Linked DNA regions of Mus musculus: region 2 is linked to region 1. Evidence: chromatin contacts called from public ChIA-PET data. All regions are on one chromosome and are shown on one strand. Each heading gives the region's core, a stretch centred on a gene start, on an enhancer-like site or on the middle of the called end of the contact. The rest is flanking DNA. Distances are from core to core; before and after follow the strand shown. Region 1 holds the start of Gm40403 (a long non-coding RNA gene). Region 2 overlaps Dock4 (dedicator of cytokinesis 4).

Evidence for each region. ChIA-PET counts read pairs in DNA pulled down with a chosen protein or histone mark.
Region 2: a contact with region 1 is called in an RNA polymerase II ChIA-PET map of memory CD8 T cells, with 39 read pairs. The contact joins two enhancer-like sites. A contact is called at or near these places in 5 of 39 promoter capture datasets (the C10 cell line, the HPC-7 cell line, embryonic stem cells and 2 more), 2 of 15 datasets of contacts at CTCF or cohesin (both in the NIH/3T3 cell line), 14 of 484 Hi-C or Micro-C datasets (CD8 T cells, DN2 thymocytes, the G1E-ER4 cell line and 10 more), 10 of 115 datasets of contacts at active chromatin or transcription factors (CD8 T cells, Th17 cells, bone marrow-derived dendritic cells and 6 more) and 2 of 9 other capture datasets (embryonic stem cells and liver).

Annotation. Positions count from the first base shown.
Region 1 is chr12:40,242,446-40,249,023 of GRCm38.p6, reverse strand. It overlaps Gm40403 (a long non-coding RNA gene), which reads left to right and starts at 888. Exons shown (of 3, transcript XR_872696.1): 1 at 888-1,069; 2 at 1,161-1,224. Within about 2 kb of position 4,858, at least 55 of the 459 cell types and tissues checked have an H3K27ac peak or open chromatin away from gene starts, as enhancers often do. A contact at or near this core is called in memory CD8 T cells, where this site is marked.
Region 2 is chr12:40,533,017-40,539,719 of GRCm38.p6, reverse strand. The region is part of intron 1 of Dock4 (dedicator of cytokinesis 4); the gene reads right to left. Among named protein-coding and RNA genes, the nearest start is that of Dock4, 90 kb to the right of the region's middle. Within about 2 kb of position 3,274, at least 84 of the 459 cell types and tissues checked have an H3K27ac peak or open chromatin away from gene starts, as enhancers often do. A contact at or near this core is called in memory CD8 T cells, where this site is marked.

The DNA of each region.
Region 1 (6,578 bases), core at 3,609-6,108:
CCTACTGTGCTCTGTCATTTCACAGGCTTGTGGCCAAGGTTGCAAGAAAAGTGGTGACAGAGGAGGCCTTTCTGACAGCTTGGTCTAAACACCCTTTGAGACCTCTAACCACTCTGTATTTCACAAAAGAAGAAACAGGAAGTGGAGTTAAAGGGAAACGGGGCTGGGAGTGGTTAATTTACGACCTGAGAAGGTAGGATTCTGAACAAATGCATGTTCTCCTGCTACTGTGGATGCTAAAAAGTCATTTCATTGTCATTTCTGATACCATCAATGGGATCTACTGATGACATCTGAGTCTTCGAGAGAGCCCTGAAGCCTGCACACCAGAACAAGCCATTTCTTAGTTGCAAGTGTATGGAGTAAGGGCCAATTAACAAGTAATTAGTTCTTATTATAGAGATAACCTGGAGCAGAGGAGAGAGGGCAAGACATCTTTAAACTTGGCACCTCCCACAGGGCACAAACGGGTGGTGGAATTAATAAAGGTGCTGTTCCATCCTCTGGAGCAGGCTTCTCATTCTCCCTTAGGTTTTCATTCATTTCCACTTCCCACATGTCTTCAACTTGTCCCTCCCTTTCAGTTAACACTTCTGTGAACCCAAACAGGGCTCTTAGCAAAGAAGTTGGCATGGGGGCCTCCTCTCCTGTGAAGATGGAAATTCCCAGGAGTCTGTAAGGGCACCTGCCTGTTGAGTTCAGTCTCGGAAACGGAGCTAGGAGGTACATGTTCGGAGCAGGAAAATAACCAGTCGGGTGAGAGACTGAAGCGTAAACAGGGCAGAGACAAAGAGAAGGTCAGCCTTAAGTGGGTCAGGAGACCAGAGTGGATGGAGTGGGCCTGGGCAGCTCTCTGGGAGGCCTGCCACAGCCCCACCTTCTCCAGAGGCAGGGTGACTCAGCATTTCCTATTATTATGAAGGCCAAACCCAGGAGGCCCTATCAAGGGTGACTGCTGCAAAACCATACTGTTTTCCTTCTGGCTCCTGGTACATTCTCTGTCTGTGGTGTAAAAGGTTGTTCCAGAAGGGATGTGTGCAGCTCATCGCAGCATTTGATGGCACTTATGGTACTTTATGACTTTTTTAACTTTGGGCTAATGCTAGCTTCTTTTGTCAGTTTTGACCCATAATAAAGTACCGTTTATTGGTGATCCCTAGGTGCCAGTGTAATGTGAACAATTTACAAGGACATTTTTCGTACCTCTCCGAAGCTGACGGTAAGGTAAGGATTACCATGTCTATTTGCAAATGAGAAACTGGAGGCTTAGTGATGTTATGTTATGTGATATTTGAAGAGAACCCCACCCCCCCACGAATGGGCTGAATAACTCAATTGGGGTCTTTCGTAACCGCTGGTGGGACTGTCCCAAGCTGATTATCAGGAAGCAGCCCTGACCTCCAGTTAGTTATTTTTAAGGGCAAACAAATAAACGAACAAAACCCTCAGTTGCTCTCAGTACACCTGCTATAAGCCAGCACTGTTTACAGAAGCCAGCAATAATAGCACTTGAATGATCAGGGAGTTAACCTTTAGCTCAGAGGCACCTTGTGTAGGAATTTGGAGCTGGTGAAGAGACCAGTTTTACTCAAGATAGTTTTAGCACAAAACTATCTCTAGGACTACTTCCATGAGCTAGCATAGCAATAGTTCAGTGCCCACTACAGTTACATTGTTCAAGGACTAAGAGAACTGACCGCCTAATAGCTCCTCAAGGTGAACATGTGTTATTACCTCCATTTTCCAAGTTTGAATTCTGTAGATTTACTATAGGTCTAGATTCTTCCAGTCACTTAAGACAGGAGGGTATATACTGCAGACTAGATAAGCATACAGCACACTGTGTGCCCACCGTCTCTTACTCTCTGAAGTTAGACATTTACAGTAACTGAGTGCAATGGCAGAGGTAGGGCATTGCTTTCCAAAAGTTAGCAGCTGTACACATTGTTGTCAGAATCAAACTCACTGATGGCAAAGGATTGCTATTGCTTCTTTCCTTATCCTTACCTGTAGGTATGTAGAAAGTGACCTTTATGTACTGCACTGAGAATGTGTAAATAGAGAGGCGAGGGTGACTGAGGCAGTCTCTCCTGAAGACTGATACTCTTTCCTATATAAGTGATGTCTCTTACTTTGCCAATTGGAGACTAGGAAGGAATGGCTCTGAGATGAACGTGGCTGGGGGTGTAGTCAGGTCAAGGTGGGAAGCTTCAGTGTTTACAAAGCTGGTGGGTTATCTACATTTCCCAACCTGCCTGCTTTCTTTCTCTCTAAATTGCCTTTTTCCTTTCTTTCAGCTGTGTAAGCAGATGTATCCTGGATTTAAGACTAAAATTTGGAGGCTTACGCCTCCAAATGTAAAAGAATCTCTTTCTCTGTTGCTGGTGTTGTCAAACAAACTAGATATTCTTCCTTTGAGGAAAACAAAGTGAAGCAAAACCACTCTGCAGTTCTAAACTTCTTCATACTTAGCACTCTAACTTCATGACTTTCATTTACTTATTTTTATTTTTTTAAATAAGATCCTGACCACGAAATTCCATACCAGCCCTAAACTACCGTTAAACCTGATGAATGCTCTGCTTTAATCTGGTTTGTTCCCAATAACTGTCATGAAACCTGGTTTCTGATTCCAATTCTACTTCACGACTATCCCCCTGCCCCCCTTCTACATTAGCTCTCTGGTTGTTAAGAGGAAAAGTATCGGCTCAGAACCCCCAAGACCAAGTTCTCAGCACAAAGGAGATTTAGTTGCCCCAGAGGGACAAAGGTAGGAGATAGAGGATGAGGGAGAAAGAGAAGGGAACTAGGGAGAGGGAGGAGGGGTGTTTGTCTCACTCTTCACCCCCCCCCCCCCCCGGGGACAAAGGACTGCCTCAGGATAGAGAGGGGAACAAATGTGTCCCATGGGCAAATGGAGGCTTATAAAGGTATGAGGAGAAACCCTGTGTTAGGATGAGGTGTTTAATTTTAACTGGGCATGTTAATTAGGTGAGCCAAGGGGTCTTTTGATTGCTCGACTTCAATACTTTGATAGCTGGATCTTGGTAGTCAGCCTTAGGAGGAAGAAAGTGGCCAACTAAGGGAATGGACCTTGGTGGTTAGCTTGAAGAATGCAATCTAATGATTTTTAGCAAGGCAGAGGGAATGGGGGAGAAGGGCAAGGCCCGCCGGAGCCATGCTTGCCACCCTGGAGCTGGCCAGAGTCCCTTCAGTTGTACTTTCTTCCTTTCGTGGCTAAAACTCTTCCAAGTTTTCCTTGGCTGTGTTGACACATAAGTAGAGGCACCATCATACGCTAGAGGCAGGCGTGTCTGGGAGTTTAGGCAACTCTGACTTCCCTAAAGCTAGTCGCTTGTCCCTTCTTCCTCTTGTTTTCACTGCTGTTTGAAATCAGTGCTGGCCACAGATGGCAAGGCAGCAGAGGTGGCATGAGGAGGATACCAGGGCCACTCTCCAAGTCCCGTATAATAGTGGGACTCCTTCCATTACACCAGCTCAGCAAGTATCCCAAGGGCCTCATTTCCAAAAGCAATTTGCATATATTCCAGAAACAACTTGCAGATTAAAAGCAAAAATGACAATGCAATTCTTGTGGATCCTCTTACTTTTCTGGCAAACATTCTCAGCAGCCTGCATTTATTTATTTATTTATTTATTTATTTATTTATTTGCCTTCCTTTCTTCCATCTACCTATATACTTGGGTACACCCCAGGTCTAAGTTCTCTGCTTTTTGTCCCTCTGTGTTTGGTCACAGAGGATGGCTTATGTGTGACTGGCTCAGTCATTCATTTGTTTGTTTATTCATTCAAAATGATGTGGTGAGGACCTATATTCTGCTAAGTTCTGGGGATACAAAAATGAACGAGATGTGGCTTGCAGGTGCATGGGTGAAATAGGAGAGGGGAAAGCGGCCATAGGCAAGGGCTTTTAACGTGGTATATTGAGTGCCCCAATGGAGTACTGTGTGTGTGGTTACAGAGGAAGTCCTGGCTTGAGCGTAGAGAGGTGGGTGTTAGAGAAGGCCTCTACAGTATGTGTGGGTCTGGGGTCATTCAGAGATTCCCCAGTCTGAGTGAGCATTAATAAATATCGACAAAGAAGAGCCTTTTATTCAGATATTGGTGCCAGGTCTATACCTGGACTTGGGATTCGCCAATGCTGGGCCCATCCACCTCCATCAGGGGTTTATAAAGGCAGAGAATACAAAGTTACAAGCTTTTGTTTAGAAAACAGAAACAGCAATAAACAAACAAACAAACAAAACTAAACCTCATTAAAACTTAACATTTAGAGGTCTAATTTTGCTTCATAGCTTCCTTAAGCATAGAGATTTTAAAATTTTAAACATAAAGTTACCCATCAGCATACCCGAAAAGGCAGTATTATAAAGAGGGCTGTGGAAAAGGAGGATTTTAGTGGTCTAAGTCAGAAAGCAGAAACTTAGATGTGAGAACTTTCAAAGAATTAACAAAGGTTTCTGGGCACTTTGCAAAGGCTAAAGCCAGATCCTGAAAACTACAGGTTTAAGGCAAGATCACAGAAGGCCCTAGGAAGTGTCTGTCATAGAGTCAGACCCGCAGAGGGAGTATTCTGAGCCATGGGATGAAGAATATAATTCTAAAAAGTCTGGGAGAGTGGAAAAGGCACCAATTTGGAGGGTTTTAGAAGTGGAGTGATCACCAGGTCTCAGGTCCTAACGGTAAGGATGAAGAAAGGAAATGAGTTTGAGAGATGCTTAGGAAATAAAAAGACCTAATGGCTAAAGAGAAAAAATGGAGATCAATCAAGGCCTACCACCATTCTGCGGAAGAACAAGCCGTTCAGCCTTGTGTTACAAAAGCTGGAGCATTCCCGGGCTCTGGCCCAGGGCCAGCCTGTGAGCGCAACAGCCTTGGAGGTTTTGTTCTTACTGCGGTGTGTCTAATCTCTGCTGTCTAATCAACTGGCTTTGACATCAAGGAGACACACCTCTAGGTGAGTCAGATCTCGCCAAGATCAACTGATTTACCTGATGAGGGAGGGAAGTCTCATCCTGAAAGCAGGCAGCACCGCCTGTAAGCTGAGTGGGCGCCTGACAGTTACTAAACAAGAACCATGTACCAAGTGACCTCAGCGCCCAGCCTACTCTGTGAGTCTTGACTACTAACATAATGTGTCGTTTTCTCACCCCTCACTCCCCACCCCCACCCCGATCTGGCTTCCTTCTTAACTCAGGAGAAAACTCCTCCTTCCTTTGGTTGCTTTTGTCCAGCGTGTTGTCAACAGTAATGAGAAAAGTCACAGTGACTGACCCATGAGGTGGTTCTCTGAGACCGTTGAGACTTAGCTGAGCCTCCTGCATGATCCTTTTCAAAGGCTCTGGAGAAGTGGCCCTGAAATTTTTGTCTTCTAAAAATCTATATTTTTTTTCTCTCTGAAAGTGGTCCCAACCCTGTTTCAGTTGGTCTTAACTGCAGACACAAAACCTGAATCCACTCCTGCCAAACCCACTCCCAGCTCTTCCACTATCAGCACCTGACCCCCAGACAGCTGCAGTTCCGTCAGCTCTCTTGATTGCTGGTCATTTTCTCTGGACCCTCCAGCCATCGATCAGCAGTGACTGCTCTCGCTAGTCTCCTTCCCACAGAATCCATCTGACACTGGGCAAACATCACCCTTAACCGTGGCATGTGACCACACTTCAGAATTCTGTTTATTGATGCTGAATCAAAGGCATCTTACATTTTAGAATATAAGCCTTTGGATATTCATTATTCAGGAGTCCCAATATCTGGAATAGAGCCTGTTGTCATCTGCAGTCATAGGGCTGGTCTGACCCATTCCCTCATCATTGTTGTTAGCGACATCGTTACCTGATAAATTACTTCTGAGGGTTCTTCTCTTATCTGAGCAGCTGCTCCGTCATGTACGAGAAATCTAATTTCACTTTCTAAGCTTTTTCTCCTCATAAGACCCCATCTGCTTCGATAGATTCTCATTCAGACACACTAAGACGGTTCTCGTCGTATCAATTTATTATCTCGGTAATCTCAATAAACGTCTCACTCTCACAGTGCTCTTATTTAGGGCTGAGGCATCGCTCTGTTCAGCCTTGTGTTACAAAAGCTGGAGGCCTCTTCCGCTGTGTGTTGATAGTCCTTCAGTTTTATATCGAGCGGGTACTATCACGGGGAAAGTTCTAGAGAAGTAAAATAAAGTTAGGACGTGTTTCCCTCAGAGGACACTTGTGAGTGCTGTGGTGAAGGCCCCTACCAGATTTTTCCTGGGGCTCTTCTTCACACTTCCAGGCCTGTAACATGTTGCTGGTAGAGATCAGAGGCAAAGTGAGGCTTGTGACACCAGCCAACCCACAGGGGGATAACCATCATCATCCCTCAAGAAAGAAAAAGTCATTTCCAACCAGATGTGCTATCGCATGTCACCCATATGACACAAGCAACTGGGAATTGGAGGCAGGAGGATCAAGTGTTCAGCAACATCCTCAACTATGTAGACGGTTCAAGGCCAGCTTAGGCTACATGAGACCTGATTTCATGGCAAAAAGTCCAAACACAAACAACTCATTTCCCAAGG
Region 2 (6,703 bases), core at 2,025-4,524, 290 kb before region 1:
CACACACACACACACACACACACACACACACTAGCAGATATACAGAATGAAAACACACACACACATCATGTGAACTAAAAGAAGCACTCAGAAAAAATTCCTCCATAAGGAATGGATCATATATTACACAGTGACTTTTGAATTCAGATTTCAATTACCAAGTACACAGACATTTCTTTTGAGAAATTTCAAAAGAAAGGGCAGCCATCTATTGTCAGAAGATTCTAGGAACTGAATTTCAGAGTGATATAGGGAAGGATGGAAAAAGACACATAGAATGGAAAGAAGTCCACTTTGAGCATCACTTGGATTCTTTTTTTTTTTTTTTTTTAGTTGACACAGAACCCCATGTAGAGCAGAATGACCATGAACCCCTGTTCTTCCCACCCACCCCTCTTCCTCTTCCTCCTCTTCTTCCTCTTCCTCCTTCTTTTCTTCTGCCTCTTCCTCCTGCTCAGGGCTAGGATCTACGAGCACTACTTCTAAAGATGGGAATTATTATGGTGAACACACACACACACACACACACACACACACACCAGTCATCTATTCAGAACTAACAAGCAATTTTATCATAGCCACACACACCATCAACATAACTTCTGCTGCATTACACCAAGGGAAAGTTACGGTGATTTACTACTGTACATTTCACAGGCTAGTTACGAAATTCACCCATAATATTTATTACTCAAAATGTCTTTTGAATCAAGGCAACAGTGACCCAGACTATGCCATAGCCCCAGCCCTAGAGAGTGAGACATACGCCATAAAAAGCAAAGCTTGATTTTACACGTGACGGCTTAGCATCAAGCACTTCTATGTCAAAAGATAAATGGGACCAATAAAAAGGCTTATTACAGAGGCTACCGACAGACCAAAAAAAAAAAAAAAAAACAGCATGACCCAGTGCCAACTTCCCAAAGCAATTCTCTGGGCTTAATTTTATATTTATTGTTTTATAACTTTTCACATGATGAAATCTCTCTAAATGAGGCCTTTTGGTATTTTTCAACTCCAGAACATCCCTTTTTCCAACCATAACTGCTTTACCTTTTTTAAACCAGCAAAAACATTCATCTTCCTCTTGTCCTCAAATCGAAGCTGCCCCTTATCCCAGCACTCTGGCTTTCTATACTTGATGAGCAACTGTTCTTACTGTCTTCCTGGCCTCGGTCCTCTTCTACCGTCCTCCAATGACAGCGCCCCAAGGCTTTCCTGAGGTTCACGAGTACTTTCTGCCTGCAGATCTCAGTTCTGCTATTTTCTAGTCAGTCTGTGAACTGCTTGTGTATCTGGTGAGCAGGTGACCGAGAAACTGACAAGCAGTTGAAGAAAGGACAAGAAGACCCTGTGTAATGCTGGAAGCCCTAGGACAGACAACACAAAACCATGAACAAGGAAGAGTCCAGAGAATAAGGCAGGCATTCAAGGGCTAGTCCCCCCACTGTCTAGCCCAGTGGCCATGGGGAAGGCGCCCTGACAGAAAGAAGGCTTGGGTCTCCTCGAAATGCACATGGTGAGTTGCCTGCCTCAGATTCCTGGTGAAATGTTTTGTCAACTTGACACAAATTGCAATTGCCTGGAAAGAGAAACCTCAATTGAGAAAATGCCTCCATCCTAATGCCTTGAGGCAAATCTGAAAGGCATTTTCTTGATTAATAATTAATGAAGGACAATCCAGCCTACTGGGGTTGTGCCATTCACTGGCAGGTAGCCCTGGGTTATAAGAAAGAAGGCAGAGCAAGCCATGAGGAGCAAGTCAGTAGGCAGCATTCCTTCATGCTCTGCACCATTCCCTTTTTCAAGGTTCTACCTTGAGTTCCTCCTACCCTGATGTCCCATCATGATGGTCTACAACTGTAAGCTAACATATAGTATCTCCTCTCCAAGTTGCTTTTGGTCATGGTCTTCATCACAATAGAAAATCAACTAAGACAGATTTGTAGTACATTTGTAAGAGAATAGGGTCTTCATAAATAGGAACTCATGCCATAGAAGGCCTAAAGAAGGAACTACCTACAAACCAAGATGCTGGCCCTCATTAGACTCTACATTTGCAGCACCTTTTCTGGGTTCCAGAAATACTTGCTGCTTAAGCTTCTAAGACTATATAGCATTTTTGTTAGAGCAATATGAATGATCTATAATATGTCATAAGGAATAACAGAGTTAATACATGCCCAAACACCTAGAAAGATGCCTTTAAACACGTCAAACATTCTCCATGTCAGAGATTAATATTTATGAATGGATTAACCCTTTAAAGCTCCCAACTCACACTAATGAAAATTGTAAGTTATTAATAAAATATGGAGCTTAAAAATATTTTAGGGCCAGGCAGTGGTGGCACATGCCTTTAATCCCAGCACTTGGGAGGCAGAGGCAGGCAGATTTCTGAGTTCGAGGCCAACCTGGTCTACAGAGGGAGTTCCAGGACAGCCAGGGCTATACAGAGAAACCCTGTCTCGAAAAAAAAAATTAGCATTTCCCACAAACCCACACAGATGCCACTGCCCATCTCTAGTTATACTGACTTAAGTACATGTTTGAATTTAAGTAGTACTGTATATAATCCACTTAAAAAACCTACAAAGTCATACTAGCCAGGTGGCTCCATGCTAAAGGCACCAAGCCTGGTCACCTGAGTTCAGTCCCCAGGACTGACTCTCACAAGCTGTCATCTGATGTCCACATCCATGGAGACAGAGAAACAGACAGACAGACAGACACACATATGAATAATATAAATAAGTTATATTTTTTTAAATCTACAAAGTTAACTCAAAATACATAAAAGTCTCATTTTTAGTTTTTTTTAATTAATTAATTAATTAATTAATTAATTATTTATTATAAATACATTGTAGCTGTATTCAGACACACCAGAAGAGGGCATCAGATCTCATCACAGATGGTTGTGAGCCACTATGTAGTTGCCAGGATTCGAACTCAGGACCTCTGGAAGAGCAGTCAGTGCTCTTAACCACTGAGATATCTCTCCAGCCCCTCATTTTTAGTTTTATGAACCCTATTTATTTTCTGCTGTAACAGGAAAAGATCGCGCTGTATTTAGTTTTATTCTGAATTCTCAAATCATAATCCCTAAACGTGGAGATAAAACAGAAAATCAGAACAAGACTGGGGGGAAAAAATCAAGGTTCAGGAGGAGTGGAAAGCGAACAGGAACTGGAGCTCACAGGAGAAAGCTAACCACACTTGCAGAGTCCCCTCCCCTCTTCTGGCTAGGCCCAGTCTCCTAAAACCCAGAGGAAAACCACAGTCTGGTTTCCTGGGCGGGGCAGAAACCCTATTCACTCAGAGGAACCAGAACTACAGTGTATTTCATGTGTCCATGAAAAGGCTCAGACTTGAGATAGTGAGGGCTGAGGAAAGATGATACGCATAGAAAATTTCAGAGTTACGTGTCACACTTGGAGCATCAAAGGAAGGCAGAAAAGACAGAAAGGCAGATGTCTATATGTCACTTGGAGACACACGGACAGAAAGCTGGGAATGGGTGGTGTGGGCTCCTATCCAGAGAAGCTGCTTACCCTGTAGGCTCAGTGTGCTTTCATCTAGAGCTGAACAGGAAGGCAGGGTGATTGTACACAGCTGGATAAGGAGGCAGGGTTACTGAAGTCAGAGAAAGGAGAAGGCAGAGTTTATGGTAGAGCAAGGAGACAGGTTTAGTGAACCTCCATAGGATCAGTCTCTTTAGGGGAACAGTCTGCAAAAGCTGTCAGTGCGCTCATTTGGTCCCCTGAGTGAAGTTCACCATCCCTCTGAGTCTCATGGGGTGGGGTGAAGCATGGCTGGGACAGGGGCTTTGCCATTCCTTTGGGGTTCTTGGCATGGCTGTGCCCCTGGCAACAGCGCACACATATTCAGGACTTCACCCACTCAGAGCTTCCTCCAGCCCCTAGAGTCACAAAACCACAAGTGTTCAAGAACATTCTTGAACCTTTTTTTTTCTGAGACCCTATCCTGTACATCAACATAAAACAGAGAATTGATCTGTAGTAAGAAAGCCACCTCACCCGCAGCAGAAATTCATCTAGAAATGACCCTCCCCAGGACTCTACAATACCCTACCTCACTCCCCAGTCTTCTCCCTGCTGACAACAGTGTGTCACAGGCTCTGCAAAGACATCCATTCTGGTTTTGCCTACAACAGTGGCAATCAGTGAACAGCGTCAGGTAAGTTAATCCTCCCTCAGTCTCACTGCAGGACCTGCACAGCAGACGTTCTACTGCTACCGTGTGGTCAGGACTTTGAACCGTGGCCCATGATGGCATTACCACTGCATTACTTTTGAGTGCACTGTAGAAAGAGAATGACTCTTTAAGGAGCCATGAGCTCCCCATTAGCAAGGTTATCATGACAGTAGGCACCTCTACAGTGAGATGGTACAAAAAGTAAATAAAAAAAATAAAGAACAAAACAAAAACACAAACCAACCAAGCAACCAACTGCAAACTTTTACAGCTTTTCTGAATGTATCCACAAGCCTCGGCTGGTGCAACTTAGCTCTCTGCAAGGGAAGTGTCAAAATTGAAAATTAATTGGCTGCGCCCCAGGTTCTGAGAATCAAAAGTGGGAATCTCTGCTCCCCACTCACCATTCCCTCTGTGGCATAACTTGACTACATAAGTATACAGCATTTCTTATGAGAAGGAAAAAAACCCAGATGACCTACTGTGTTTTACATTCGTGGTGAGCAATATAGAAAGAATATAAAAAATAAATGAGGCAGAGTTTTCAAAATGTTCTGATCTAGGGAGGAATACTAGATTATACAGAATAGTGTAGAATTCACCCAATGCTCGGTGGAAAAATTCTTATCATAGCAGTAAATGGGCTCAACCCAATGAGATCAGTAACACTGGAGGATGCTGGGTACAATGATAACTGCTCTAACAAGAAAGAAATCTAAATGCATCACTTTAGATTATCCCCAAAAGATGATGTTGTGAATCATTAAAAAAAAATATGGAAATAGTATCCGTTCTCAGAAACATACCCGAGACTATAGAGAGAGATTAAATCAGCTAGCACAAGTCTTAAGTCACTATCCCCTTGGGAGGTGATCTAAGATGTGTTCAAATTAATTAATTTCTTACAAAAATACTAAGTACATGCTCTCAGTAACTAGCCTCTATTCATTTCAGCCTTACCCCAAATAAAATTAAGAAAAGTAACAATAAGGACCCCAGAGGAATACGTACGGAAAATAAATATAAAAAAGCAATGAAAGCTCAACGTACTTTCAAAACAAAAAGTAAACACCGTGACCGAAAGCTGCGGAACGGGACCTCTATCTGTGATTTTTAACAATAGTTTAATCATCTGGAATCATTTTTAAGATAAAGCAAATGTAATAATCATGAGAGCCAAAATCAAGATGCAAGCACTATAGCTATTGACAGGGTTTCACATTGGATCTCTGTTCGCATGAAGCGTGGGAACAGTCATGCGACACTGGCCGGTTTTTATGTAGATTGCAGCTAAAGAGAGTGTAACATACAACCTGGGCAATCGGAGGTGTGCTGCAATCAAAATAGCATATGTCCAGGTTTAAATGAACACAGGCCCTTCTGGCACATTACACCAAATGCCTCTTTCTCTTTGGAAGGCTTCTAATAAAAAAACTGTTTGTCAAAGAGTTAAGACCCTGCAATCTTCCTTCAACAACTGGTGTTCTCAACTGCTATAAGGAAAACTTTCAACATGACCTCCACACAGAAACCTCACCAGGGCGGAGACATTTAGCCAGACTTTGGGGGATGAAGAGTGTGTACCCTCGGCATGCAAAGAGACAGGCATTCTTTATAACACACAGCAAAGATTCATGACAAGACAGGGGTCATTTGCCAGGCGACTGTGAGTGACAGAGCAACTGGCACTAGTTGCACTAGTGGGTCATAGGATTCGGAATGGGAGTTACAAAAGTCTTAACCTAGTCAATGTCAGCTTCATATCTCCAAGGAACATTCAATTCTGAGCAGCATGTCTTCATAATGAGGTCTGTGATGTCACCTCCCCAGAGAGCAAAGGGAACAGGCTGGTGACACCCAGGCTTTGCTTAGCATTTGCCAACTGAATGCAGAATAGAATAAAATAAAATAAAATAAAATAAAATAAAATAAAATAAAATGTGTAGATTTAGAAGGCAGGCACATTAAGTTCTGTTCTGATTTTCTTTCCTTTTGAGTTCATAACTATGAGAGAAGATGTAGATACACACACACACACACACACACACCACATACGTATACATACATGCACATACACATGCACACATGCTTACTATTTTGGCAAGGCTTTGTTTAATAAATTCCTTGGCAGAGTTTGGCCTAATCCATAAAGTAATTTTAAGTACCATTTTTGCCCATAGATCATCCCAATAAAAGTCTAATCACTACACTAAATTTTTAAGGAACTGATTTAATTAAAATTAGATTCAACAGATATTTAGTGATTATTTATTATGCAGCATTACACTAGTACCTCACAGGCTCATTGGAGCCTCACCCTGCCTTCAAATACCTAGTTTAATAAAGCATGGGGGAAGGGGGAAGGGGGAAGGCTTGAAAAAGTATAAAATGCCCACTGTGTGGGACCTGGCTGTACCAGTCCTCCCAGTGTGAGACAATATCCTTGAATATGACTATCTTTAAACATAGCCTCTCAAACGATATT